5 separate regions of the Mus musculus genome follow, and all the other regions are linked to region 1. The links are chromatin contacts, called in public HiChIP or PLAC-seq and promoter capture Hi-C maps. All regions are on one chromosome and are shown on one strand. Each heading gives the region's core, a stretch centred on a gene start, on an enhancer-like site or on the middle of the called end of the contact. The rest is flanking DNA. Distances are from core to core; before and after follow the strand shown.

Region 1 (2,924 bases), core at 196-2,695:
AATTCAGAATGTGGCATTAAAGTTATATTCATCCTATTCAGCTTTTTTTAAAAATCATATTATTTCCCTCAGTAAGCATGGCATGCTCTGGTACCATTACCGAAGCACTTCTGCTAGAGGCACTTATATGCTAGAAACTGTGCTCCCCCCCCCCCCCCTTTTTTTTTTCTTGAAGATGTCTCACTTTGTAGCACTGGCTAGACTGCAACTCAAGACTCCCCAGTGCTGGGATTATTAAAAAAGCATGTGCTACCACCCCCTGACTTGTTCTTAAGAATTCATTAAATCAATGTAAAAAAGCACTAAGATGGGTAAGCACTCTTCAATTTACAGATGAAGTAATTAAACATACAAATTAAGTTGTCAACTTCAGAGCCAGCCTAGCTCTTAGAAATTATAACTGGGTGCCTTGGAGGGTAAGCAAGCCCTGGACTTCAGAAAAGGGGGAAGGAGAAAGTCAGAGTAAGCAGCCTTCTCCTCAAGAGAGGAAGTGGAAAACTCGATGCTTACACATCTGGGCTATCCATCTAATCCACTGGCATTCCCACGACAGCAAGCTGCCTTTTAGACATCAATGAATCTCTCGCATTTACATGAAAACGTCCATTTACAAACCTAGAGCATTCAACACTCTGTAGCCATTCAGCGAATAATTCCAATTGTTTTCCATTTAAGACGATGGAGTGATCACTACAGACAGGGTAAGGAGAACATTTTTTGAGAACTAGAAATGAAACTGTTTTAAGATTTTGTTCAATCCAACTTAAAATTCAAACGGGGGTGGGGTGGCTCTTCTGTACTTAAGGATTAGAGGTCAATTTCAGTCTCAGTATGTCAATGTTTTTGATCATCACATGGTATTTCTGATTTCTAGTAGCTTCCATGGGTATTTTATCTCTCTTTCTGAGTATTCCGAGTTCCTTGCGAGGAGGACCACTGTTAGCCTGCCTTGCAACCCAGCCGGAAAACGGGACTGAAACATGCAAGTTAGACTGATGGTCACTCCCAGACGCCACCGGCACTACCCACGTCCCTCTTTCCCTCTCCGATATAAATGCCACCCCAGTGCAGGAAATAAAACTGAAAGCGTTCCCAGCGAGTCAAGAGCACGGACCGAACTTGAGCAATCCCCGAGCGGGAAGGCAAAAAAAAAAAAAAAAAAAAAAAAAAAAAGCCCGTGGAAGCGGGGCTGTGGGATGGCAGGGACCAGGGATGCTAGACTGGGCCGCTCTGAACAGCAGAAGGGCGCCGGGGACAGAAAGCGAAGTGCGTCTGGCCAGGCGACAGCCACCAGGCCCCTCCTGGCTGTCTCCACCGTCCGGGCGAGCGCGAGCGATCCACTCACCCTGAACCCTGGCTACGTAGGGCGGTCCCCAAGGCCACCGGGTTTCGCTTCCCCAGTGTTTGGAAGCCGGCTGAAAACAAACCGGGTCGCCAGGGGTCACCACGGGCTTCCGGTTTCCTCGAAGACGCCACCGCTTCCCCCGTCAAGGTGGCCGTCACAGGTGCACCGAGGGAGTCCCATGTCTTCCGCCGCGGCTCCCGCAGTCAGGGGCCCTGGAGGTCACAGAGGAACCGAGCAGGGGCGGCCCGGGGCCGCCGGAACAGGCCCGTTACCCAGCAGCACGCGCGTCAACTCCGGGGTCGCCGGCGCCCGCTGCCCCGCTCAGGGGCGGCGAGGCCTAGAGGGTTCTAGAAGGGTCTACGAACGCCCCGCCGCCCACAAAGGTGTCGCCGCTGCGCACAGGCTGGGTGCCAGCGCAGCGCGACGAAACCGGAAGCCGGACCTGAAGACTATATAGGGTGCCGCTAAGTGGCGCTCTAGCGGGGCGGGGCGTACTACAGGTCCCATGAGCCTCTGCGGTAGGGCAGAGGCGCACTACGAGTCCCGTGAGCCTCCGCGGCGGGGCGTACGTACTACCAGTCCCAGTGGTCCCCGCGGCGGGTGAGGTGTCGCGCCCAGCCGCGGGGAGGCGGAGTGGAGCTGAGACAGCGTCGCAGGCTGGCTGCTGTTGGGCTGAGGCGCGCGTTCAGGGCGCCCTCTAGCGCGTCCTTTCCACTCAGCGGCAACTGGGATTCCGTGAGGTGGGTCCGTGCTGCTCAGCTCAGAGGCGCCTGTCACCGTGGTGCTAACCCGAGAGCTGATGCGTGTCTGGGGCCCCTGGAATCCACGCAGGCCCCGTGTTTCGGGTCGCGTGGCGGTCTCCTTGGGTATCTTTTGAAGCAAGGTCGCTCACTGACTTCATGGGGGTTCCGGGATGCTCTTCTGTGTAGCAGGAGAAAAGGAGCCCATGGCCAACTCTTGACTTGTTCTGGCTCTTAGAGTTGTCTCCTCTCTCGGTTATTTCTAGGTGATAATCCTCCGGGTTTGTTTGTTTGTTTGTTTGTTTGTTTTTTGAGGCAGAGTCTTATGCATCCCAGAATGGCCACAAACACACTTGTTTCCACCACCGGGTGAAGAATTTTAGTCATCTATAATTCTCTCTGTCTGTAGTTTGTTAAATCTTCATATTTTTGTACGTTTGTTTTTTAATTTTAAATTTGCGGCAGGGCCTCAAGTAGCCCAGGCTACCCTCAAAGTCTTGAATTTTTTTTTCTCTGACCTCCTGCTTCTGACTCCAAGGTTTTGGGTTTATACATTACCAAGCAATGCGGTGCTGGAGGTTGAACCCGAAGCCTTGTGCATGCTAGAACATTGAACTGTATGGTGAGGCATAGACAAATTAATTGCAATCTTAGGGGGTCACAGACAGAAAAAGGAGCACAAGTTCTAGATTATTTCTGGTTAAGTAATGTGAGAGTCATAGTTATAGTTAATATTTATTTATTGACAACTAAGAACGCTCATGTTTCTTGGCACTATATTATTTTGTCAACTGAAAACTTAAATTCTGTCAGTGTTCTGTGGAAGGTTTTTGAGTATA
Region 2 (2,924 bases), core at 179-2,678, 890 kb before region 1:
TCTCTGAGGGGTCAACATACCAAGAAAGAGCAAAAAGTAAACAGGGGAAGGGACGGGGCTGGAATAGACCCCAAACAAACCAGATGCAGGCAGCATGGCATTGCCTGGTTAGCCCCTGACCAACTACCCCAAAGGGGACAGCTCTAACGCACTAAGCCACTAAGCGTTTGCCAAGTGCTGCGTAGAGCTCCCCCCACCCACAAGAGGCCGGAGATGCCAGGCGGTGGAGTTCCTGACAGGCTGGTTGGTGGCTGGGAGACAAGCTAAAAAGGAAGTGTGCATATGTGCTTGTGTGTATGTGTGTGTGGTGTTGTGGGGACGGCGCTGCTCCTCGCCTCTCTCCTCCACTTGCACAACCAACTAAATATTTTCAAGACATGGCCTCTCTGTGTTATGCACAAACAGGCACAAGCATGTGTGCACTTGTGTACACAGGATCTTGGTCAAAGCCAGATATGCACATACACCCAAACAGCAAAGAGACACAGTACATTCTGACAGTAGGATAGCGTAGGCATACATTCATACACTCTCTCTCTCTCACACAACTCCATCAGGAGTGAACACACACACACACAAGGTCCACACGCTCAGGCTCTGCACACCGATCACCACCTCTCAGTCAGAGGCATACAGACCTCCACATTAAGTCCACAAACTCACAGCCTGTCAGGAACACACACAATCTGCTAAAAGCATTCACGCCCTTATAATCTCTCAGTTGGCCTGCGCGTACACATAGGTGTGCACACAACCTGTCTCACGCACTGCATGCACACTTAAAACAGCTCTGTGCAGTGCACACATCCGATCCCAACTTCTCAGCCGCTCATGCACACTCACACGAGCTCAGCTGGCACAGGCACCCTCCCAGCCTCCCTCTGCTCCAGGCGCACCCCACACCCACGCACCCTCCTGGCCCGGTACACCCCTCCCCCACGCCCGTGCGGGCGCACACCGAGAACTCCGGCGACGCCGGGTGCACTCACGCCCCCCGCGGCAGCTGCCCGTGCCCCTCCTCACCTTTTTCGCCCGCGACGGGCGACCGGGCCTCATCCTCCTTGGGGTTGGTCACCTGGGTGATGATGGCCGGACCGTCCATGGGTGCGCGCCGCGCCGGCCGCCCGCAGGCCCGGCCCCCCGCAGGCTAGGCGCGGGGGGCGCGCGGGGGCGCGGCGTAGGGGGCGCGCAGGGGCGCGGCGCGGTGGGGCGCTCGCCGCCGCCCGGCCCCGCGCTCCGAGAGAGGCGGCCGGGGCCCGCGCCCCAGCTCCCGCCGTCGCCGCCGCCGCTGGGCTGAAGCGGCCGCCGCCTCGTCAGCATGAACCCCGGAGCCGCGCCCGGGAGAGCCGCGCTCGGGGAGGCGGAGCGGGAGGCCCGGCGCCGCGGGAAGCGCGAGCAGGCGACGGAGAGAAGGAGCGAGCGCGGAGCTAGGGCGGGAGGGCGGGAGAGAGGGAGCGCGAGGGGGAGGGAAGGAGGAAAGCGAGGAGGGCGGGCGGGTGGGTGTGTCCCGGCCCGAGGACTGGCCTCCACCGCCGCCGGCGCTGCCCGCCCGCCCGCCGTCCGCCGCCCGCCGGGGAGAGGGGTGCGGGGCCGAGTCGGGGGGCACAGCGTGCGGGGTGTGGTCTGGGGCGGTGGCGCGCGCGTGCGGGGCACAGAGGGCCTCGGGGTAGGTGGGAGGGTGCGGCGGAGCCTGGGAGATAGAGCAAGCTCAGCGATCGAGGTGTGGGCCGCGCGGCGCGGAATGGAAGCGCGGGGAGTGCTCGGCGGAAGCCCGGGGTGCAGCGGGATCGCCGGCTGAGGCCCGGGGAGGTTTATTCACCCCGAGTCCAGGTACCGTGGGAGAAGATTGCAGTCGGTAGTGGGTTCCGGGTGAGGGACGTCCTGACGCTCAAACTGGGAATGGAGGGTTCCGCAGGGGAGCAGGGAGCGAGGCTGCATCGGGGTTCGGGCATAGAGTTGGGGTAATGTAGAGCTAGGCTGTGAGGTGAGCCATAGGGGATGCTGGGCCTGGGGGTGAGGAGGCGATGAGAGGTGCGCGGAGAGTCTGCAGACCGGGCTCACACTGTGTAGTCCGCATAAGCAGCCCGGGCGAGAGTCGGTGTGCAGAACAGTGCGTCCTCGAGGCTAGACCTCTTGGCACATGAGACTGTGGGCACCTCGGCGAGGGGTTCAGCCACTTAAAGACAGAAAAGAGGCTGTAGGTGGCTGATGGAGTGGAAAGGGGCCTGTAGGAGCAGAGCTGGGCCAGGACTCGAGTACATGAGCATCGGGCTGCTGTCAGGTCTGGGGTGACAGCCAAAGCTGGGTGTGAGCAGGTGCCCATCAGCTTCGGAGGGTCTGAGCATTTCGGCACCCGCACGCACCTTCTTGCTCCAACTTGCAGGCCCCACTTGCAGCCCTGTCAACCGGTGGGCGGGGGCAGTGCTGAAGGGGGCGGGCCGCGGGCGCTCGCGCGCGCTCCTCACCAATTACCGCTGTGTGGGCGGAGCTGAAGCTCGTGACTGACAGACGGGCTGGAGAAGACAATCTAACTCCGCCCATTCGCCAGTTTGCGCGCGCACTTGCCCCCTACTCCCCTACCCGCCTCTCCCCGGGTGGCTTTCAAGAGGGGAGGCCTGCTGGGACTTCCTTACTTTTCCACGCCGGTGCGATCCCGGCGCTGGCACCATTCAAGCCGCGTGTTCACCGATGAGCGTCTACAAAGTTGGAAAGAAACTTCCAGAAGCGCCTCTGGTAGACGCGAGCCCGCAGACGGGTGAAATCTATGGAGCCTCACTGTTGGAGACTGCCCCCCCCCCCCGCCCCGAAACAGGAGGGAGGCATGTCTGCAGAGGAGCTGCTGTTTACGAGAATTAGGCAAGAAGTTAACATTTTGTTCCCAAACCCAAGACCTCAAGTGGCATCCTGGTACTGCTGTACGTGGA
Region 3 (2,924 bases), core at 177-2,676, 840 kb before region 1:
TTGGGAGCATGAAAATCAAATCAAAACAAAACAAAACAAAAACCCAACAGCAGCTTCTGGCCACTTGGTGGGGAAAATATCACCACAGCTCTCAAAACAGGAGAGCCAATGACTTGGAGCCCCAGAACACAGTGCTCCACAGCGCCTCCCTGGACGCCAGGGTGCGGCCGCACACCCAGCGCTCTCTCACCACCCGCAACCGCAAGAGGCTTCATCTGCTGCACACGGTTCAACATTTCTAGTGGTGCTTCGGTGTTGATACCATGGTTTATCACAGCATCCTAAACCTCGGGGTTGGGCATGTTTCATCCTATAGTGCCCTTTAACCCATGCCATGACAGTGAACGAAGGCCACCCTTCTCTTCCTTTCCAGGTGAAAGGCTGAGCCAGCTGCCAAGTAGCAGCTCTCTGCCAGAATGCAGAGAGCCAAGAGCCAAGTGCCAACCCCAAATATTTGACCTGCCAGAAAAACTGAGTACGGAGGCCTTGAGTTTCATTCTAGGTAGCTTCTCCACGTGAAGAGCGGTCAGGCCGGACCGCATCCCTGCACCCACTGTGGGATGGCTGACCCCTCGTGAATGCTGCCATCCTAGACTGGCTGATGTTCTCGTGATATTTACTGACATTAGGAACGGGATTGGCATGCCATTGACCCTAGAGCTAACCATTTTGGCTGGACTGGCTGCCCATGAAGCCCCCTGGGATCTATCTGCCTCTCCGCAATTCCCCAGAATTGGGGTTGCCGGCATGGACTGCCACAGATGGTTTCTTCCGTGGGTGCTGGGAACTGAACTCGAATTCATCATCTTTGTCCAGTAAGCACCATAGTCCAGCCTCTCACGTACTAGCATGATGAAGAGGCAGGGTCTCTGTTGCGGTTAGAAAATAAGTTAACAGCCCTTTTCTGTGTATGTACATAATTCTTCTTGAATTCACTTCCTAAGTTTGTTAAAGCAACACAGAATCAATGAGAGAGAGAGAGAAAGAGAGAGAGAGAGAGAGCAAGCAAGCCTCCCCAGAGAGGAGGTAAAAATCCGTGGGAGGGACCAGGAAAGGGCAGCAGGTTTCAGCACAGTCCCTCCGCAGAGCAGCTCATTGGCTGACTTCCCTGTCTACACTCCAGGGACTGAACACAGGAGGGTGTCACACAGTGGATGACCCTTCTTTCCCCAGGAACAAGAAAGGCCTTTCTGTCCAGGCTTTCTCTCACTGGACAGCTAAGCCATGAGGCAGACTGCCCACTCTGAAGCCTGTCGGCTTCAAGGAGGACAAGGGAAGAGGTAGAGAGTGAAAGAGAAGGTTCTAGGTCTTGGCAGCTTGACATGGCCTCTTTAAGACAACCAAGCAGTGGTTTCTTAAGCCCCACTCACACCCACCCCGCCCCAATGCTCAGCCATGAAACAATACAGGCAGGAGAGGTTTTGAGAGAAGGGCTCAAGAGAGATAAAAATAGCCTTGGCCTCAGAGTGGAAATCTAAGGCCTGTTGAGGACGCTTCCAGACAGTTTTTCCTTTGGCCAATCACTGCAAGAAAAGTTTCAAATACCAGAGGAATCCTAAGAACCAAGCTAACGCAACAACAGAGCCACGAGGCCTTCCAGGGGGCCCTGGAAGCTGGGGCAGCCATGGCTTTGGGTCTACCACAAACCCTTCATCTTGGCTTAGAAAGTCTTTCCTCACAGATCCCAGTCCCAGGTCCCTGTCCCCTGAGGAGAGCTGCCCCAGGGCAGCCGACTCACCAGAGTCTCTTCTGGGTTCCCGTTAGCTATCTCCACCACTCTCAGGGCAGGCTCCACCTTCACCTTGGCTCGAGCCATGAACTGGATGACAGAGGAGCTGTCCTGTGGAGGAAATGACACAATTCACCACGAGATGCTTTCAAACGACATTGAGAATGACGTGCCCACGAGGGGGACTATGCCAAGCGGAACTCTCAGGGTTCTGTGAAGAGTCCATGCAGAGCTTATCACTGAACTAGCAGCTTTCCCATCCCTGGTACCCACAGCGCACACACTGCTGCCTTCTCTTGAGAATTCCTTTGGACGGTGGAAGATGCAGAGTGGCAGATACCATTGCATTTTCCAGTAATGAACACATGCACACCCTTGTGCTGTGGTTTCCGAGTGGTGAGGGCTAGATCGCTGGAGGTGGATACTGACATATTGCATATTCACGAAGAGTGGAAGATAAATAACGCTGTTTAATTGTGTGCAACAAATCCCAGCCTGGCATCCCCAGAAGGCATCTGATTCCCATTTTCTAGTCATCTTCTTGCCCAGACCACAGCCCTCAAAACCATGAAAGCTTAGCTATTATTAACTCTTTCTTTGCTCTTGAATGAAGCTGTCTTGGGGCCAAATAGTCAAAGAAGGCATCTGAGGGCACAATGACAGGTCGGGGTAGGGTGGGAGAGACAAACATCTAGTTTATTAATCAGGTCTGAGGGTCAAAGAGGGGGACCTCCTAGCCTCAGGAAGTGGCTGTTGGCAGAAGCCGGTTGAAAGCCTTGCTGTGGGCTCTATTTCAAAGCCACCATCCAGATAACAGGAACGTGGCTCCAAAGTAGAGGTGGAAAAAGAAATTGGAAAAAGATGTGGGTTGGAAAAATTAGGAAAGGCCAGTGTCAGATGGGGCTGTTGCTGATTGTGGAGTGTCCTTGCTGTCCCTGAGGGATGGCTGGGCTCTGCCAGCCAGGTATCCTTAGTGTTTTCACCTGAGTTCCTCTGTCACTCCAGGAAGCCAGTGTGGTTTGCACACATCCCTAGAATTCAGGTGCTGGAAATTTATTCCCTAAGGTCATGTGCTGTGAGATTCAGTGGGAGGCTTCTGGTAGCCAGTCAGGTTAGGCAAGTGAGAAGGATGGAGTGTCCATGTGTCTTATGGATTTCCTGGGATTGAAATCTTTTCTTCCAAGAGGGAGTCGAA
Region 4 (2,924 bases), core at 124-2,623, 530 kb before region 1:
ATGCTCTAGGTAACTGGGATTAGAGGCTCTAACTAAGTCACATCATATGTCTCGTAGACATGGGCTACTGCATGGACATGAACATGCTCAGAAGTTACTTTTCAAGACATGCAGCATGTCAGCCTAATAGAAATCACATATTAAAGGAACACAGATGTTGTGTTTGGTAGAACACATGATGAATCAAAACATTACACATGGGAGTTTGCAAAACAAGATCATAAACTGTGCAGATCAGAATAAATATACCGTAAGTCAGACTGTCACCCCAAAAGCTCCTGGAAAATTCTCCTCAAAGGTTGAAAACTCCCTATTGTGTATCAAGATGAGATGTGGTTAGGCAGACAGAGAGGAGAGAAGATGTCAACATGAGGTGAGAATGGTAATGAGCTCAGTGCTTACATCTCAGGTCAGGTGGTGCTCTCTCCTGGGGACTCCTAGAGAACATGGTAGAGCATCCCAGAAGAGGGAACCAGTGCCCATGGCTACATGAACTCTGTGTGTAGGCCTGTGTGTTTGGTGGCAGCAGTGGGGCTCTGGGAAAAGTTGTAGGAAAAAAATCAGCACAATATTATCAACCCAAAATTTTGGAACTATATTCATATCACCAGAAAAAATTTAATTAATAACAAAAAGGGAAGAAACTAACATCTTTAAATTCCTATTACCTGTAGAGAGCTGAGGCAGAACAGTGCATATTCCTAACAATAGCTCAACCAGCTCAACTGAGACTGTTTTCAGCTGCAAACCCCACATACAATGACTTTAGTTTCAGACATCTTTCTTGGTTTTGGCTTTGCCATTTTAATGGCTTTAACAATATTTTTAAAATGCCATTTAAAACAACCACATTCTTGGAGGATCTGTGAGGCGTTGACAACACCTCCTTAAATTATATTAACAGACAGAACACAAGCTAGTGTGTTAAACTTGAGTATAGAGATCAGGTATATGTGTCATGAACTGGCAAAAAGAAGTAAGAAGTAGAAACTATTTCAGTATTTTCTTTTTACACAGAGAGGACTTCTTCTGTATTACTATTAAGATTCCCCTCCCCTCCAGGTACCAAAAATCTAAAATTCAAAGGTTCAGTTATATAGAACATTTCCTTATTTTCAGTATCATATGTATCAAAGCTTTCATTCTGAAACCACACAGGCATGTTCAAACATGTTTACAAAGACACAACCGTGAACTGTGACTAGCTGTCTCTTCCCACTTACAGACACCACTAAATGGAAAATCCATCCCTAAGTTCATCAGTGGCCCAGAATCCATACCTGACAACCATAAGGCCTCCAGCTGGCTCTTGCTACACTGTGGAAAGAAATCAGACTGTCTACTCTCCAAACCACATCCTCAGGTCCTAGTTAGTTAGGAAGGCAAAGTTCAAATGAGCCACCTGCTTTAATGAGCAGGCTCTTCAGCTGATGTCTCCTCAGGAGATGCCTCTTCAATGACACTTACAGAGCAAAACGGAAGGTAGACTGGATTTCAGTATCAATGAGGAAGCAGAGGACCAAAGCCCACGAAGAGGAAGAAAGCAGGGCTGAAGTAGCTCCATAAGGTAAGAGCATGTGCACAGAGCATGTGCAGCTCCTCCAAGCACCTGCCTCAGAAAGGATGCTGCAGCCAAAGGAGGTGAAGAGAAGCAGGTGGTGACTCATGGGGACTGCCGATGCAGGCAGGCAGCACAGCGCCAAGTCCTTCCTCCGAAGGCTGCTGGCCACTTCTGAGTTCTTTGTTAAAGCAAGCCACAACAGATGCACCTAAAACCAGCTCTATTCTTGTTGGCCATTTCAGAACTATCTTCTCTGTGATACATACACACAGGTAAAATTCTGGAAGCACTTCAGATCCTCTAGCCTTCCAGACTGTGTGGTCCTAGCTGGGAACTCTTGGGCTTCACAGGTAGAGTTCAGCTGGACCAGACTCCTGGGACTCAGGGAGCTCACACATGGCTTTCTTGGGCCTTCACTTAGCTGCTGCCCACCTTGCACAAGTGCTGAGGACTCCCTATCAAAACCTACTTCTCCCCTTGCTTAGAGCCCAGTCTACCTTGACCCTCCACAAGTGAAGCCTTAAGTCCTTACCCTGCACTCTGCTCCACAGCCTGCTTAACTAAGAACTAGGCACTGTTCAATTCCAGTCAGCAACAGCATTGGCGTCCACATCACTACCTACTATGACAGTCCATATAGCAATGAATGGACAGTAGATTAAGCGTCAGTTTCAAAGTTTACTTGTGAAATGTGATGAAGACTCATAGACTGTTCATCCTTAGCCAGATAATCACAACAAACACAGACAAAGGTGGATGAAGAGCTGGGTCACTGAGGCAGCGGCCTTCCAAGCTGTGACTCAAAGTGAATGAAGGCTCACAGAGGACAAGGTTATATTTGGCTTGGGCTGTGTCTCTCTTCCAGAGGCTCAAACTTGGAAACCACACTTCCCAAGCACTACACTTCCCGGGAGCAACAGGCTGCAGCTAGCATGTTAGACTCAGGAAGGCCACGATCTGTTAGCCACAACACTTGAACCACAACATTAGAGTCTAAAGTGTCTACAGTCCTGAGAGCTCAGCCTTCCACCCAGTACATATGCTCAAAATGTTACCCATCCACCAAGCTGCAAATCCAGGCTGCTTTAGCCCCTGTGAGAGCACAGCATGAGAACAGAGTCATTCAGTGCCTTTGCTTTATGAGGAGAGATGAACCAAGGAAAGGCACTGGGCCACAATGAACTAACAGACCCTGCTCTGTGACACATGCTCACGGTTGATTACTTTAACATAACTCAAAGGGTCTGATGGCCACACATGGGGGTATATACCTAGAATTCCAGCTCCTGGGAGGCAAAGCAGGTCATCACACAGCAAGACGTTGCCTCAAAAGTCCAAAACCAAAACCAAGGGAGTGTGTGTG
Region 5 (2,924 bases), core at 210-2,709, 520 kb before region 1:
CCAAGTGCTGAAGTCTCTGAACCAGCCCACTGTGCTCAGTGTCCCTCTGCTGGTTGTAATTCTTAAGTGTTTCATTTAGGGACTCAACTTCTTTTTTCCTCTGAGTAACGCAGTCTTCTAATTCAACGACCCTTGCTGTCTGAGTCTTTAACGCAGTCTCTAAGTCACACTCCTTTTTCTCCATCTTGCTCTTCCTGACTTCCATCTCGCCTTTTAAACATTCAAACTTTTTATTCTGCCGATCAAGGTCTTCCTTCAGTAAACATATCTGCTCCTCCTTCTCACGAGCGTCCGTGGCTTTTACGTCTAGCTGTGCCTGCAAGTCTTTAATAGTGCTTTGGTGCTGGGCAAGTCTGGACTGTGCTTTTTTCTTCCACTCTGAGAACTTGTTGGACCAATGATCCACCTGCTCAAGGGCAGACATTTTCTCTTTACTCAGAGCATCGACTTTCAGAGACAGCTCCTGAAGCTGAGCTTGCAGCTGCAGCTCTTGTTCCTCGTGCTGCTTGCTCAGGGCAGAGATGGCTTCGGCCTTGTCACTCGGGCTGATGCTGCTCTCCAGCTGAGCACCGAGATCACTTAACTGCTTGCTAAGACTGGCAATCTCAGACTTCTTCTCCGACAGCTCTTCTCTCAGTAGTGTGACGGCATTGATGTTCTCCGCTAACTCCTTCTTCAGCTGTGTGATGCAGGACTCCTTCTCAGAGGCCGCCTGCCGCTGCTGGCCTCCTTCTTGCTGTAAGGCTTCTTTTTCTGTGAGAAGACCTTCAATGTCAGCCTTCATGGTCTTAATCTGCTTCTCTTTCTCTTCCAGCTGATTGGTAACCTGCTGAAAAGAGCTCTTTAGTGTGCGCTGCTCCTCTGTCAGCTGTGTAAGTTGTGCTTCTAACTCAGAAACCTGGCCCATTCTCCTGAGCAGCGCCTCCCCAACTGTGGCTGTGTGGCGCTGGCATTGGGACAGCCTAGCGAGAATAGCGTCGGCTTTGTCACGGCTGGTGCACACTAGTTCGTTCGTCTTGGCTTCTAACAGAGCTTTGGTTCTCTCACAGCGACTGTCTAGCTGAGATGCTAGCTCCTCAAGCAAGCTTTTGAGGTTCAAGCTCTTGTCCTCCAGGCTCTTCTTGCTGAGCTCATGCAGAGACTTACAGCTCTGGAGCTCCTTCTCCGCAGCCTGCACCTGGCCCGTCAGCTCGGAGACCCTCAGCTGACTCTTGTCTGCCAGCAGTTTCAGCTCAGCCAGCTCTTCTTGAAGGGAAAGCTTTTCACTCAGAGAACAACCCAAATCAGCTTCCAGCTTTTCCACTTGTGACTGCAGCTGAGATTCACGCTCCGAAAGGGAAACGATGACAGCAGACTTCTGCTCCAGCTGTCCCTGCAGGCCAGCTAGTGCCACGTCCTGCCCACTGACCGCCTCTTTCAATCGCGCCACCTCCTTAGTCAGCTCCTCTTTTTCAGACTGGACTATGCGGACCTTCTGCCTCAGCTCTCCCAGCCCCTGCTCCTTCTCCTCCATCTGCTCTGCATGCTTGTCCCGGAGCTCTGCAGCTTGCTGACTCAGCTTCTTTTCCCAGGCCTCTATGACATCATCAAGTTTTCGCTGATGAGCCCCGGTCAGGCTTTCTATCTGCTGCCTCTGGTTCTCCTCCAGTCTCGACACCGTGTCGCTGATTCCAGCTGAGTTAGCCTGTGCCATTTCCAGGATCTGCGCATTGAACTGCTTCTCTTTCTGACTAAGCTCTAGGACAGTATTTTCAAGCTCTTTTTTAAGTTTGGCTTCCTGATCCAACAACTTTTTCTTTGTTTCTTGCATTTCTTTTGCTTTCTGCTTAATTTTTTCCATTCTTTTTTCCTGATTTTTAAATTTGGTTTCATATTCTTCATGCAAAATACTAATGCTCTCTTCTTTAGAAGACAATGTCTGTTTGAGGATCTCGATTTCCTTGGCCTGCTCCTCTCGCATCTGTAAGATGATGTTTTCCTTTTCCATCAGGCTTTGCCGAGCCTGCTCCTTCTCCACAGTACTGTTCTTGAGCTGTGAGTCCTGGAGCTGGGCTAGCGACCTGACCTTCTCCTCCAGCTCACTCCTCTGTCTCTCCAGCTGCTGCACTTGAGCTCTCTGAGCATCTAATTCCTCACACACATGCTTTTTGTGTGTTTCCATCTCCACTACCTGCTTGGTAAGAAGGCTCTTCTCTGTTTCCAGGTCTAACACCTTTTGCTGCATTTGGGCCAGCTGCTCCTCATACGCACCTGCCTGCTCGCGTGCGGCGCTCTGCTCAGAGTGCAAGAGATCTAGTTTGGCCAAGGCCTGCTGGAGCTCCCCGGCAGACTTCTGAAGATGAGCTTCCAGGTCCTGCACCCGGGCCTGCCGCTCTCTCAGGTGCTCGTCCCTCTCGTCCAGCAGAGCCCCCAGCCGACTGAGCTCATCTTTCAGTGCCTTCTCAGCTCTGCGGACGGTTAGTTCTTGTTGCTCACTGATGCTGCCAACCTCACGCTGGTGGTGACGCCGCTGCTCCTCCAGCTCGGCCTCTAAAGCCTGTTTCATTTTATCTGCATCACCTCTTAGGACAGAAAGCTCCTCTGCAAGCTGGTCCCGAGCTCTCAGTGCTTCTGACAGCTCAGAAGAGACAGATTCCAGTTCCATTTGCTTCTTGTCAAGCTTCTCCAAGGTCTTTTCATTCATGTCTTGTATGTGGGCCTGGAAGAGACTCTCCTTCTCCTTCAGTAGTGCATCTTTCTCTTGCTGATACTTCTCTCTGAGCTCCTCCACAGCAGCCTGATGCTGCTGAGAGAGGCTTTGGAGTCTCTCAGTCCACAGGCTGTCCTGCTGCTGCTGGAGGCCCTCCACTTCTGTCCTATGCTGCTCAGCCAGGGCTGTGAGTTCTTTATTGTGCTTATTCTTCTCAGCTTCCAGATGAACAGCC

What was found. Promoter capture Hi-C pulls out the DNA fragments that hold promoters and counts their contacts. HiChIP or PLAC-seq counts read pairs in DNA pulled down with a chosen protein or histone mark. Capture Hi-C pulls out chosen DNA fragments and counts their contacts.
Region 2: a promoter capture Hi-C map of liver shows a contact between it and region 1, with 2.3 times the contacts expected there. The contact joins the promoter of Ctdspl here to the promoter of Zcwpw2 in region 1. A contact is called at or near these places in 2 of 39 promoter capture datasets (cranial neural crest and pre-B cells), 3 of 484 Hi-C or Micro-C datasets (CD4 T cells, pro-B cells and regulatory T cells), 4 of 115 datasets of contacts at active chromatin or transcription factors (astrocytes, embryonic stem cells, pro-B cells and 1 more) and 3 of 9 other capture datasets (adipose tissue, liver and pancreatic islet).
Region 3: a promoter capture Hi-C map of the C10 cell line shows a contact between it and region 1, with 11 times the contacts expected there. The contact joins the enhancer-like site here to the promoter of Zcwpw2 in region 1. A contact is called at or near these places in 3 of 39 promoter capture datasets (the C10 cell line, pre-B cells and stem cell-derived epiblast-like cells), 1 of 15 datasets of contacts at CTCF or cohesin (embryonic stem cells) and 5 of 115 datasets of contacts at active chromatin or transcription factors (DN3 thymocytes, the SCID.adh cell line, embryonic stem cells and 2 more).
Region 4: an H3K27ac HiChIP or PLAC-seq map of T-cell acute lymphoblastic leukemia shows a contact between it and region 1, with 5 times the contacts expected there. The contact joins the enhancer-like site here to the promoter of Zcwpw2 in region 1. A contact is called at or near these places in 2 of 39 promoter capture datasets (the 3T3-L1 cell line and embryonic stem cells), 4 of 484 Hi-C or Micro-C datasets (cerebellum, cortical neurons, embryonic cerebral cortex and 1 more), 15 of 115 datasets of contacts at active chromatin or transcription factors (the 230-238 cell line, DN3 thymocytes, T-cell acute lymphoblastic leukemia and 11 more) and 1 of 9 other capture datasets (embryonic stem cells).
Region 5: a promoter capture Hi-C map of hippocampal neurons shows a contact between it and region 1, with 4 times the contacts expected there. The contact joins the enhancer-like site here to the promoter of Zcwpw2 in region 1. A contact is called at or near these places in 5 of 39 promoter capture datasets (the 3T3-L1 cell line, the C10 cell line, hippocampal neurons and 2 more), 2 of 484 Hi-C or Micro-C datasets (cortical neurons and nephron progenitors), 5 of 115 datasets of contacts at active chromatin or transcription factors (the SCID.adh cell line, bone marrow-derived dendritic cells, epiblast stem cells and 2 more) and 3 of 9 other capture datasets (embryonic stem cells, liver and pancreatic islet).

What each region holds. Positions count from the first base shown.
Region 1 is chr9:118,039,380-118,042,303 of GRCm38.p6, reverse strand. Zcwpw2 (zinc finger, CW type with PWWP domain 2) reads left to right here and starts at 1,445. Exons shown (of 9, transcript NM_001378466.1): 1 at 1,445-2,085. Azi2 (5-azacytidine induced gene 2) reads right to left here and starts at 1,782. Exons shown (of 8, transcript NM_013727.4): 1 at 1,346-1,782.
Region 2 is chr9:118,925,040-118,927,963 of GRCm38.p6, reverse strand. Ctdspl (CTD (carboxy-terminal domain, RNA polymerase II, polypeptide A) small phosphatase-like) reads right to left here and starts at 1,428. Exons shown (of 8, transcript NM_133710.3): 1 at 1,024-1,428. The coding sequence starts at 1,102.
Region 3 is chr9:118,876,038-118,878,961 of GRCm38.p6, reverse strand. Itga9 (integrin alpha 9) reads right to left here. Exons shown (of 28, transcript NM_133721.2): 26 at 1,739-1,840. Among named protein-coding and RNA genes, the nearest start is that of Gm51695, 9.7 kb to the left of the region's middle. Within about 2 kb of position 1,426, at least 24 of the 459 cell types and tissues checked have an H3K27ac peak or open chromatin away from gene starts, as enhancers often do.
Region 4 is chr9:118,573,835-118,576,758 of GRCm38.p6, reverse strand. The region is part of intron 22 of Golga4 (golgi autoantigen, golgin subfamily a, 4); the gene reads right to left. Among named protein-coding and RNA genes, the nearest start is that of Itga9, 31 kb to the left of the region's middle. Within about 2 kb of position 1,373, at least 17 of the 459 cell types and tissues checked have an H3K27ac peak or open chromatin away from gene starts, as enhancers often do. A contact at or near this core is called in T-cell acute lymphoblastic leukemia, where this site is marked.
Region 5 is chr9:118,555,641-118,558,564 of GRCm38.p6, reverse strand. It overlaps Golga4 (golgi autoantigen, golgin subfamily a, 4), which reads right to left. Exons shown (of 24, transcript NM_018748.3): 15 at 1-2,924. Among named protein-coding and RNA genes, the nearest start is that of Itga9, 50 kb to the left of the region's middle. Within about 2 kb of position 1,459, at least 42 of the 459 cell types and tissues checked have an H3K27ac peak or open chromatin away from gene starts, as enhancers often do. A contact at or near this core is called in cortical neurons, hippocampal neurons and pancreatic islet, where this site is marked.